Linked DNA regions of Gossypium hirsutum: region 1 is linked to region 2. The links are chromatin contacts, called in public Hi-C maps. All regions are on one chromosome and are shown on one strand. Each heading gives the region's core, a stretch centred on a gene start, on an enhancer-like site or on the middle of the called end of the contact. The rest is flanking DNA. Distances are from core to core; before and after follow the strand shown.

Region 1 (4,823 bases), core at 1,469-3,968, 38 kb before region 2:
ACATGCATAAAATAGTGAAAATGAAACCCTTGTGTAACTCGACCAAATCTAAGTATGGGTGATTAGCTCGTTTCGGTAGTCATAACTAATTCCTATTTTGGGTTTCTAGTCAATCAACTAGTTGTTATCCTACCGGGATCTCTTGATCTTCCACTAAACTGATGAGTCGGCAAGAATTACTTATCTTTCAACCTTACAATCCAGACTGGATTGGGGTAAGGGGTTCACGGATAGACAATACTAATTTTGGGTTAATTCTCACCTAGATGACTACCTAAGGTTGTCCCAAATAGCTAATCTGCTAATAAACCCTACATAGAAATTAATTAATCACACTTCCACTCACTAATCCCCCGTAAGAGGATTAATTCCTCATGGATTTCATAAACAATGTGAACTTGATAAATAAAGTAAACATGAAGAATGAATCAAGAATAAAAGTTTAAAAAGAAATTATGATTTTATTAAATAATTGAAGCACATAAATTCACGGAGTGTTTGGCTAAATCCACAAATCAGATTCTCTGAATGTCATGAACAAAAACAAACTGAAATAAATCCTAAGTCTAAAAAGAACTAAAAATTGAAAACTAAATCAAATTCTCTTAAAATTTTATTCTTGATTTGTTCTTCATGTTTATTTTATTTATGGAGTTCATACATTTTACAAGATCCATGAGGAACTAATCCTCTTCATGTGGGATTAGTGAGTGGACGTGTGATTAATTAATTGTTATGTAGGGTTTCTTAGTGGATCAATTGTTTGGGATAGGAAGAACTTAAACCCTAGGCTTGACAACCTTAGGAAGTCATTTAGGTGGAATTAACCCAAAATTGGTATTGTCTATCCGTAAACCCCTTGCCCCAAATCAGTCTAGACGGTGAGGTTGAGAGATAATTAATTCTTGCCAACTTATTAGTTTGGTGAAAAATCGAAAGATCTTGCTAGGGTACCAACTAGTTGATTGAATAGAACTCTATATAGGAATTAGTTATGACAACTGAAGCGAGTTAGTCTCCCATGCTTAGATTGATTGAATTTATATATTAGTTTTCCCATTTTAGGATTTTCTGCATGCTTATTTATTTTCTTATAAAACACAATTTTTTCCCTTTATGTTCATCATGCTATAATTTATCTAAATTACTAATTAGATCTATTTATGTTTAGGTTAATATTTATTTAGTACTCGCCTCGCTTGTGTACGATCATCGAAATACTTATTGACTCTGTTTTAAAATTAAATTACAACCTGACCTGTATACTTACGGACACCGCATCAATTTCATATTTTTAGTAGCAGTGTTTACACTTTGGACGTTAGTACGTCCGGAGGCGGTCACCTGCATGGTGGTGTGAACCTGCCTTGTACGGGATCATATGCGAACTCATCACATGCGAATTCCAAGATGCAAACCATGTAAGTTGTGGGTCGATTCCAATCAGGTAACCGAGTAGCAGGTCGATAATGGCGAATACCATAACAAGTTAAAAAATACAGTTACTCAAAATCAATTCGACTTTTATTTATATTTTATTTATAATTAATTTTAATTTTTATGGTATAGAAATAAAAAAAATATATATATATTTAAAATAGTGGAGATAATTTAAAAGTTTTTGAAAACTTATTATTTTTTAAAAATATTAATGAAAAAACTTTAAAATATTATCATATAATATTTAAAATTCATAAAATAAAGTTATTTTGAAAAAAAATAAGTACAAAAATTGAAAACAAAAAAGAATATAGAAAATCGATAACAAAACAAAACTATGATAGAGGATTTATAAATTTCAAAATACCCAACCAAACTCAACCCTTTATCACCCCATATATAATAACTTGATTGCCAAAAATACTTTTCTGACCCTTTGTTAAAAAACTCATTTTTAAATTGTTAAAAGGCAATAAATTAGTATTTTCTTAGCCTTTGCAAATAAAATAATAAAAAATTTAAACTGCATTCGACATTCCTCCACCCCTTCTTAATATACCTCAATTTGATTTTAATGATTAATTTGATTTTTGAATTTTTTATTTAATTAAATATTTATATTTTTTTTATTAAAGCATGAATTCACATGATGCTGTTAAGTATGGATACCAAGTCAAATTTAAATACCAAAAAAAAAACTCTACTCCAAATCAAGCCTACGTGGAAATGAAACAAATCTTACATAATCATTTAAATTATTAATTAGCAGATTCCATACTTTTTTAAGTTTATTTTATGTTTGATGCTAATTCGGTGGTCCTCTGACAGAGCAAAGCTTTTAAACTTTCGTCAAGACCCTCAATCATTAGCCGCTGAACCATGCCACATATCATGGCTCATGCACCCAAACCGCACCACCTTCCTTCTCCCACTCGCCCCTAATGGCGCGTCTTCCGCTTAAGCCCTCGACGTATTAACCTCATCAATCAACACCATTTACACATTCTATTTTCTTCAAGAGTTTACAAATATATTTATAAATAAAATTTGTGTGTTTAAATAATTATAATTAAAAAATATAAGTTTGAGTACATTTAAACAAGTAAGTGTTTGAGAATTATGGATATTAGTAAATTGATCATAAATTTTTTTATTTTAAAAAATCATTAAATTTATAAAAACTGTTTCTTTTAGAAAATTTATACTAGGAAATGGAAAACCGTCACGTGAGAAGATAATTAGGTAAGACGTAGGTTAAGAGAAGTAGTGCGCGTGATTCATTTAAATTGTTGGTGTCTCTCTCTTCCTTGGTGTGTGCATCCATTTGCGTGGCCATATTTAATTTGCAGGCAATTAGAATAACCAAAGGCGGCTTCGCTGGACTTCCATTTTTGGCCTTTCAAAATTTAAAAATTATTGATTATTATTGCCCTATTCATCGTTGCTTCTTCCTTCCCACCCTTTAAGATGATTGCCTCTTTACGCTTTATTTCCTTTGTTCACATTCTTCCTTCCACCTTTTCCTTTCAAGGTACTTCCTTTTTCTTTCAATTTTTTTGCTTTACATTTCTCATGTTTCTCTTTTCCTGATTATCTCTGTTTTAGATCTCGCAGATCTTACCTCAAGTAAATTTAATTTCACAAGAAATTTAGCAGATCGAAAGATTTTTTCTTTTCTAAAAATGGCGGAGGAGCATAGATGCCAAACGCCGGAAGGCCACCGTCTTTGCGTTAACAACTGCGGCTTTTTCGGAAGTCCGGCGACAATGAATCTTTGCTCTAAATGTTATAGAGATTTCCGTCTTAAGGAACAACAGGGAGCTACTTCCATCAAATCATCTCTTTCTTCCTCTCCTTCGTCTTCATCAGTCGTTGTCGAATCCGTTTCTCAGGTTCCGCTGTTCACTCTGCCTGAATTCATTGGAGAATCGTCAGTTCCTTCGGTGGAGGTTGCCCTGGTGGCTGAGCAACGGCCGCAACAGCAACAACCGATTCGATGCATGGTTTGCAGGAAACGGGTCGGGTTGACCGGGTTCAGATGCAAATGCGAGATTACATTTTGCGGGTCCCATAGGTATCCAGAGAATCACGGGTGTACGTTCGATTTCAAGAAGGTTGGGAGAGAGGAGATTGCACGCGCTAATCCTGTGGTCAAAGCAGAGAAGCTGGAGAAGATTTGAGATGAAACTGGAGAAACCAGTGGATCCCTTGACTTTCGATGAAAGAAAAAAAAAAGCAAATGAAAATGATCTCTTTAAGATTGCGACACGTGTTTAGTGGTAGTCCCCACCATGAGGAGAAACCAGTTAGGCTGGACAAAATTATTTTCAGCCTAATAGGTTTTCTTAAAATATATATATAATTTTAATTTATGTCATTCTCTTTTGTAAAAAAAAGCCTTTTTTCATTTCCAATGTTTTCAAGTATTGATGTGTAACTGTGGTGGAAGCTATTTCCTTGAATTGAATGTGAAAAATAAAAATGTAAATAGAAGGAATGAGAGGGTTGTATATCAAGTACTTATCATTTAGAAAATCTTTGAATTCCATTCTATTCTAAGAGTTAAATCGAGTTTATTTTATTTATAAATGTATTCTAATATATATTACCCAATATTTGTATATGAAATAAGCTTCAGTATCTAAATTGTTAAAAACAACACCGGTTTATGGAAATAAGTATTCCAAAAATATGAGTAAAGTAGGGCATCCAATTTTTTTACGTGGTTTGGATAATTATTTTATCTCCTCTGAGCTTAACCTCCGCTAAACAATTATCATACTACACTCAATGATTAAAATCCTCAGCTACCCAAAAACTCAAGGTAAATGTTGTCTTACATTGTACCATTGTTTGTATTCTTTCTCTCGAAACAACCTCACATACAAGCAAAAGCAACATCTCAATAAAACCTATGAAATAAGAGATAAAATGCCAACATGTTCCCTAAGTGAACTCATAGACATACTAAACTTTGAGGTCGTGCACCCATTGGTATTGTATTTGGGGTTGGAGCTGATGATTATGAATTTTACGCATGTACTCCCGATCCCAGCCTCATGTGGGGCCTTGTTGGCATTCTACAACGAATTTGTCTACTCATTTCCACCTCTTGCAATAGATATGACTTATCATGAAGTCGAAACCATGTCATGTAATCAGAAGAGGTTGCCAAATCTGGTCGGACAATTGATTCGCACATAGGTATGAAATCATACTTATGTTCCCAGATGTAGATCTATTTGGCATGGAATTTAGGCCAATCTTCGTTGGTTCTCCACTGCATGTCGATCTTTTGAAGCTCATCGAGCTCTTGGGTGATGGCGAAATACTTTACATGAATCCGAACTGGCGCATCACTCAATCAGATTCATGCATCTCAA
Region 2 (4,673 bases), core at 2,004-4,503:
ATTTAAACCATATTTATGAGCTTTCGTGCTACCATGTATTCCACATTTTCATGGATGAATTGACTCTTTAACTCTTGATTTTTGTCACCCTAAGTTTTGATGTGGCATTTGTCATTGATGAACTTCAAACGCCACCTCAACTTTGCATTACTCGCTAGATAAATTGAGGCCATGGTCACTTTGTCTTCCATTGAATTAGTGGCATTACCTTGAAATATGGCTCCATATTGAACAAAAAGTTCTCAAGCTCTTTGGCACCCCTTGCCATTTTGTAGCTTCTTAGCTTTAGCACCTTAGCCTTTTTGCCCTTGTCAATTGAGCTGGAACTCACCCTACTCATGACCATTTAAAGCACACTGACGTGAGCCTTGAACTCTTCAAACTCTCATTGGATGATGTTTTTAACATCCCTTGTTTCGTCAACTTAGTGGTTCATGGCATTGAATAGCTAAGGCTGAGCAAGAAAAACTTAAAAATTAAAAATTGATTCTAAACCAAAGTGTTTGAACTTTTGGGATACAAGTTGAACAAATTGTAGCTGCCGAAATTGAATTGAATTCTATTTTTATTTAATTTATAATTAATTTAATTATTTAATAATGTAAAAATAATATTTTATATTTAAAATAGTAAAAGTAACTTTGAAAGTTTATATAAACTTTTTTTGAAAAATAAATACAATGTAGGAGTTATTGATCTTTCTTTATTTACTAAAAAATATTTTTTTAGGAATATTTATGAAAATATTTTCAAATTTTACCAAATAATGTCTAAAAGCCATAAAATAAACCTTGTTTTCCCAAAATAAATTTTAACCTCAAAACTAAAAAAATAGTATTTGAAAGCTAAGAACCAAATTGGATTGAACAAAACTATCATGGATAGTTTAAAAATCTAAAATAAACCAATTGAATCGAACAAAACTCACCCTTACAAATAGCTCTCATTAGGTTGTGTTGATCTCTTGCACTCGATTACTCATGACCATATGAGCTTTTAAAGCATCCAATGTAGCCTCAAGCTCTTCAATTCTCTGGTAGTCTTCTAACCCGTAGCCTCGCGCCATCACCATCTTCTAAATAACAAGCTTTGTTTACTCGTTTGGTAGCCAATATGACCCTTGAATAGATGCTTTCACGTATGTTAGACAACCATTTAAATAACTTATCTAATGACAGACAAGCCACAAGTTAGTTCTCAAGTAACAATGCGATTTGCTGAGGCACAAGGAATAAAAAAAGTTTTATTAATTTTGAAGGGATAATTATCAAAACTAGACATGAACTTTGAACAAATGTGCATTTTTATACATGAGATTTCCATTTGATTTAATTTTCACAAATCACTTACACAATTATCATTATAAAATCATTTTATGTTTACACATTGCATACATAAATTATTATATTTAAATGTGTACAGTTGAATCAAGATTAAAATTTTATGTATATATTTGATTCACAATCAAAATCTCAATGGTATAATTGTACAAAATCAAAATTAATGTAAGGAATTACGCTAAATTGAAATTAATGTGTAATAACCATCTTAAAAACATTACAAATTAAAAGGACTAGAAAAGAGACCCTCTTTCCCACACAATTATTAGGCAATCCTGAATGATGTGCGTGGTACAGTGGATCAGTCCAACAATCTGGAAAGAAAAGGACAACTTTGTTTGGACATGTGGATCATAAACAGATTCAAGCATTCAATTTTAAGCCTTCAACAATGGAAGCGAATTTAGAAGGCTCCTTACTTGACATCAAAATCAAATCATAAAAGATCCAACACCATGGCTAGTACTATTGTCTAAATCAAATCAAATTCAACTTGTTGGATTGAACGTATATTATTTTTTTCTATTATAAAGATGCAATTGTCCGCTTAGCCATTAACTTTTAATTTGATTGATGGAATTTAGGAGCAAGTTTGCAAGTAGACAAGATGAAGGGTAATGATGGCAGTGGAAGAAGAGATTTTCCAGTGTTGAAAGGTGAAGGCAACAAAACTTTAATTAAAGAATTCTGGTTGCATGATTAATAAGTAATGAAAATAGTTGCATTAAAATAAATAAATAAACAAAAGGGGGTTTGTGACCAAACATTGGTGCTTTGCTTATCCAAATAGAGGGTTTCATCAGTAGAGTGAAATAATTTTGCCCAAGGTAAATAACAAACGATTTCTTAGCATGCCTCCTAAATATTAGGCACTAATCTTTTGGATTCATAATGATGTTCTTTAAAAGTCAAATTGGGTGCTTTTCTTGTTTCTTTAGCTATGCCTATGATGTGAGCTACTAATTCATTCATTTGTTTTCCGCTGCAAGGAAGGATTACCATTTCCACCTAAAATGTGCAATTCCAATTTTATCTCGCTAAATTTTATGTGTAATATTTTAGTATTTTTAAAATTTATAATTCAAATTATTATTTATGAACAAGGCATAAAATTGAATCATCGTAGCTACTCCGTATTCACGTAATATACAAATTTCAAGATTTTATTATGAATGTCAAAGAAAATTTTATACTTATTCACTTTTTCTTTTTAAGAAGAAAGTAGTGTGAAATGAATCTGAGATGAACCCCAACCTAAAAAAAAGGTATGAAGTATAAGCACGCAATTGGTTTGGGCTTTAATCATTTGGTCCAGCCCTTCTTAGATATTTTTTCCCCATCTATAAAATAAAAATAAGGTTTAAATATATTATAAGTTTTTTTATTTTTTTTTTATAAATTTAGAATTTATTCCATATACTTTTATTTTCGCATTTAGTTCCTTTACTTTTTCAGATTTTAAAATTCAAGTCAAATTGCTAACACCGTTAAAATTCTTTTGTTAAGTTCATGTTCATTACAATATAAATTCTTTTAGTTGGTGAATATTTTTTTATATTTCAAAATGTCACAAAAATAAATTTAACAAAAAAAATTTAACAGTGTTAATAATTAGACCTGAATTTTAAAATCTAAAAAGTAGAGGGACTAAATTCATGAAAAGAAAAGTACAGTGATTAGATTTTAAATATAGGAAAAAGTAGGAAGAGTTATAGCCTAAAAATGTTGCTTCTTTGGGTTGGATTTTGTGGGGTTTAGGAAGGGGCAAAGCAGCAAATTTAGAGAAAATAGAATTTGTGTTTGAATGAAGATGTTGTTGGATTTTAATATTTTAGAATCTCAAAAGAACACAAGGAATTGTAAACTAAAAAGCCCACTGCTCACTACTAAACCTTTGTCTGTGTGGGTATGATGAAGAAGATTTTGGGTTGTACATCGCTGCTTTTGAAAACTAAGTGGTCCCTAAAATCTTCCACTCTAAAGTTTTTAAATGTATGAGAGAAAACCCTCTAAGGCTAAGGTCACGTGTAGGGTTGGATGCAGTTGCTAACCATGATAATGTTGAAATTTTCATCATTAGCCATGCAGGGGATTGAAATCATGAGATATCATTAACTATGACCTCAGAAAAGTTGAAATTTCCTTCAAGGACTTTAAAATGTTTGATGAGGTCATGCCCCCATGGCCATGGGGCTTCCTTAAATTAACCCATTTTACAACAACAAAAATGATTTCTTATTCTTTATCTTTATATATTCAATACAAAAAGAAAAAGGATTTTCAATTATTGAAAACCTTCCTTTACTTATGGGGCATTTAACTTATGATCCCAAATTTTGGATTTTGATTCAAGGGATGTTTATTTGTTCACAATTAGTATTAATAGATGTTAATAATTTATGGGTTTGGTTAATTTGGATTTTGATAATATAGCATCTAATAATTAAAGAGAATATGAAATTTTAGAGAGAAAAATTAAAAAAAAAGGGCAAAAGAGGAAAAAGGAAAATCATCATGCAAGAATATGAAAAGAGAAATGAGGGCATGATATAAAATAAAAAGAAAAGAGTTTTATATCTTTCACGTGTGTAGGTGAAGCATTTCAATACTGCCCCAATCATATCTGCACAGTTCTAAAAGCTATATAAAATCACCTCTCCTCCACAAACCACTGGATTTAGGGTATTTTTTTAAACAATTTAATGCATTCTAAGAGTTAAACTAAAATTAAAACATGAACATTCTAGTTGTGAATTGAATCAGTAAAATTAATGTATTTTAAATACGAAAAATGTTGTTGATTAGGGAGAGGGGAGGGGGCATTCCAAATTACAGCAATATAAAATATTAAGGAGGTATTAGAGGGATAATTAAAAAGGGGGGGAAGTGTGACAATTATTATGGGGGGGTTTGCCATCATTGGGTGTTTCAGAAACAGACTTAAAAACTCTAGCAGTATAGCCAATTTTACACATTGTCTTTGGGCAGACCTCTTTTGTCCCCCCTCCCACCCCCCCTATGCCTGTTGGTTGACTGCATCATATGGTTTGAACAGCAGATTTGGCTTTCTGCTTGTACCACCACATCTTGCATTTCTACCTATGTTCAATGCTAATAGCTCTTTAAAGCTATACAAGTAGTGTCTAATTTATCCAAATTCGATTTTTTTTTGTTTAAATTCAGCTCTATATATATATATAACTCCATTAATAAAAAATTAATTTTATTTCATTTAAAATTTTAATAATTTAAAATTATTTAAACATCGTCAATTCAATTATAAAAAGATAAATATATCTAAATCCGAACCTAAACCATCCAAAAATAATAGGT

What was found. A called contact is a pair of places that touch in the nucleus more often than the background predicts.
Region 1: a contact with region 2 is called in a Hi-C map of leaf, with 1.9 times the contacts expected there. The contact joins the promoter of LOC107908701 here to the enhancer-like site in region 2. A contact is called at or near these places in 13 of 34 Hi-C or Micro-C datasets (callus, fibers, hypocotyl and 2 more).

Annotation. Positions count from the first base shown.
Region 1 is chrD09:43,931,618-43,936,440 of Gossypium_hirsutum_v2.1, reverse strand. It overlaps LOC107908701 (zinc finger A20 and AN1 domain-containing stress-associated protein 6), which reads left to right and starts at 2,718. Exons shown (of 2, transcript XM_016835939.2): 1 at 2,718-2,971; 2 at 3,046-3,993. The coding sequence starts at 2,908. The coding sequence ends at 3,620.
Region 2 is chrD09:43,893,976-43,898,648 of Gossypium_hirsutum_v2.1, reverse strand. No RefSeq gene overlaps it. Among protein-coding and RNA genes, the nearest start is that of LOC121220922, 6.4 kb to the right of the region's middle. Within about 2 kb of position 3,253, at least 3 of the 9 cell types and tissues checked have an H3K27ac peak or open chromatin away from gene starts, as enhancers often do. A contact at or near this core is called in leaf, where this site is marked.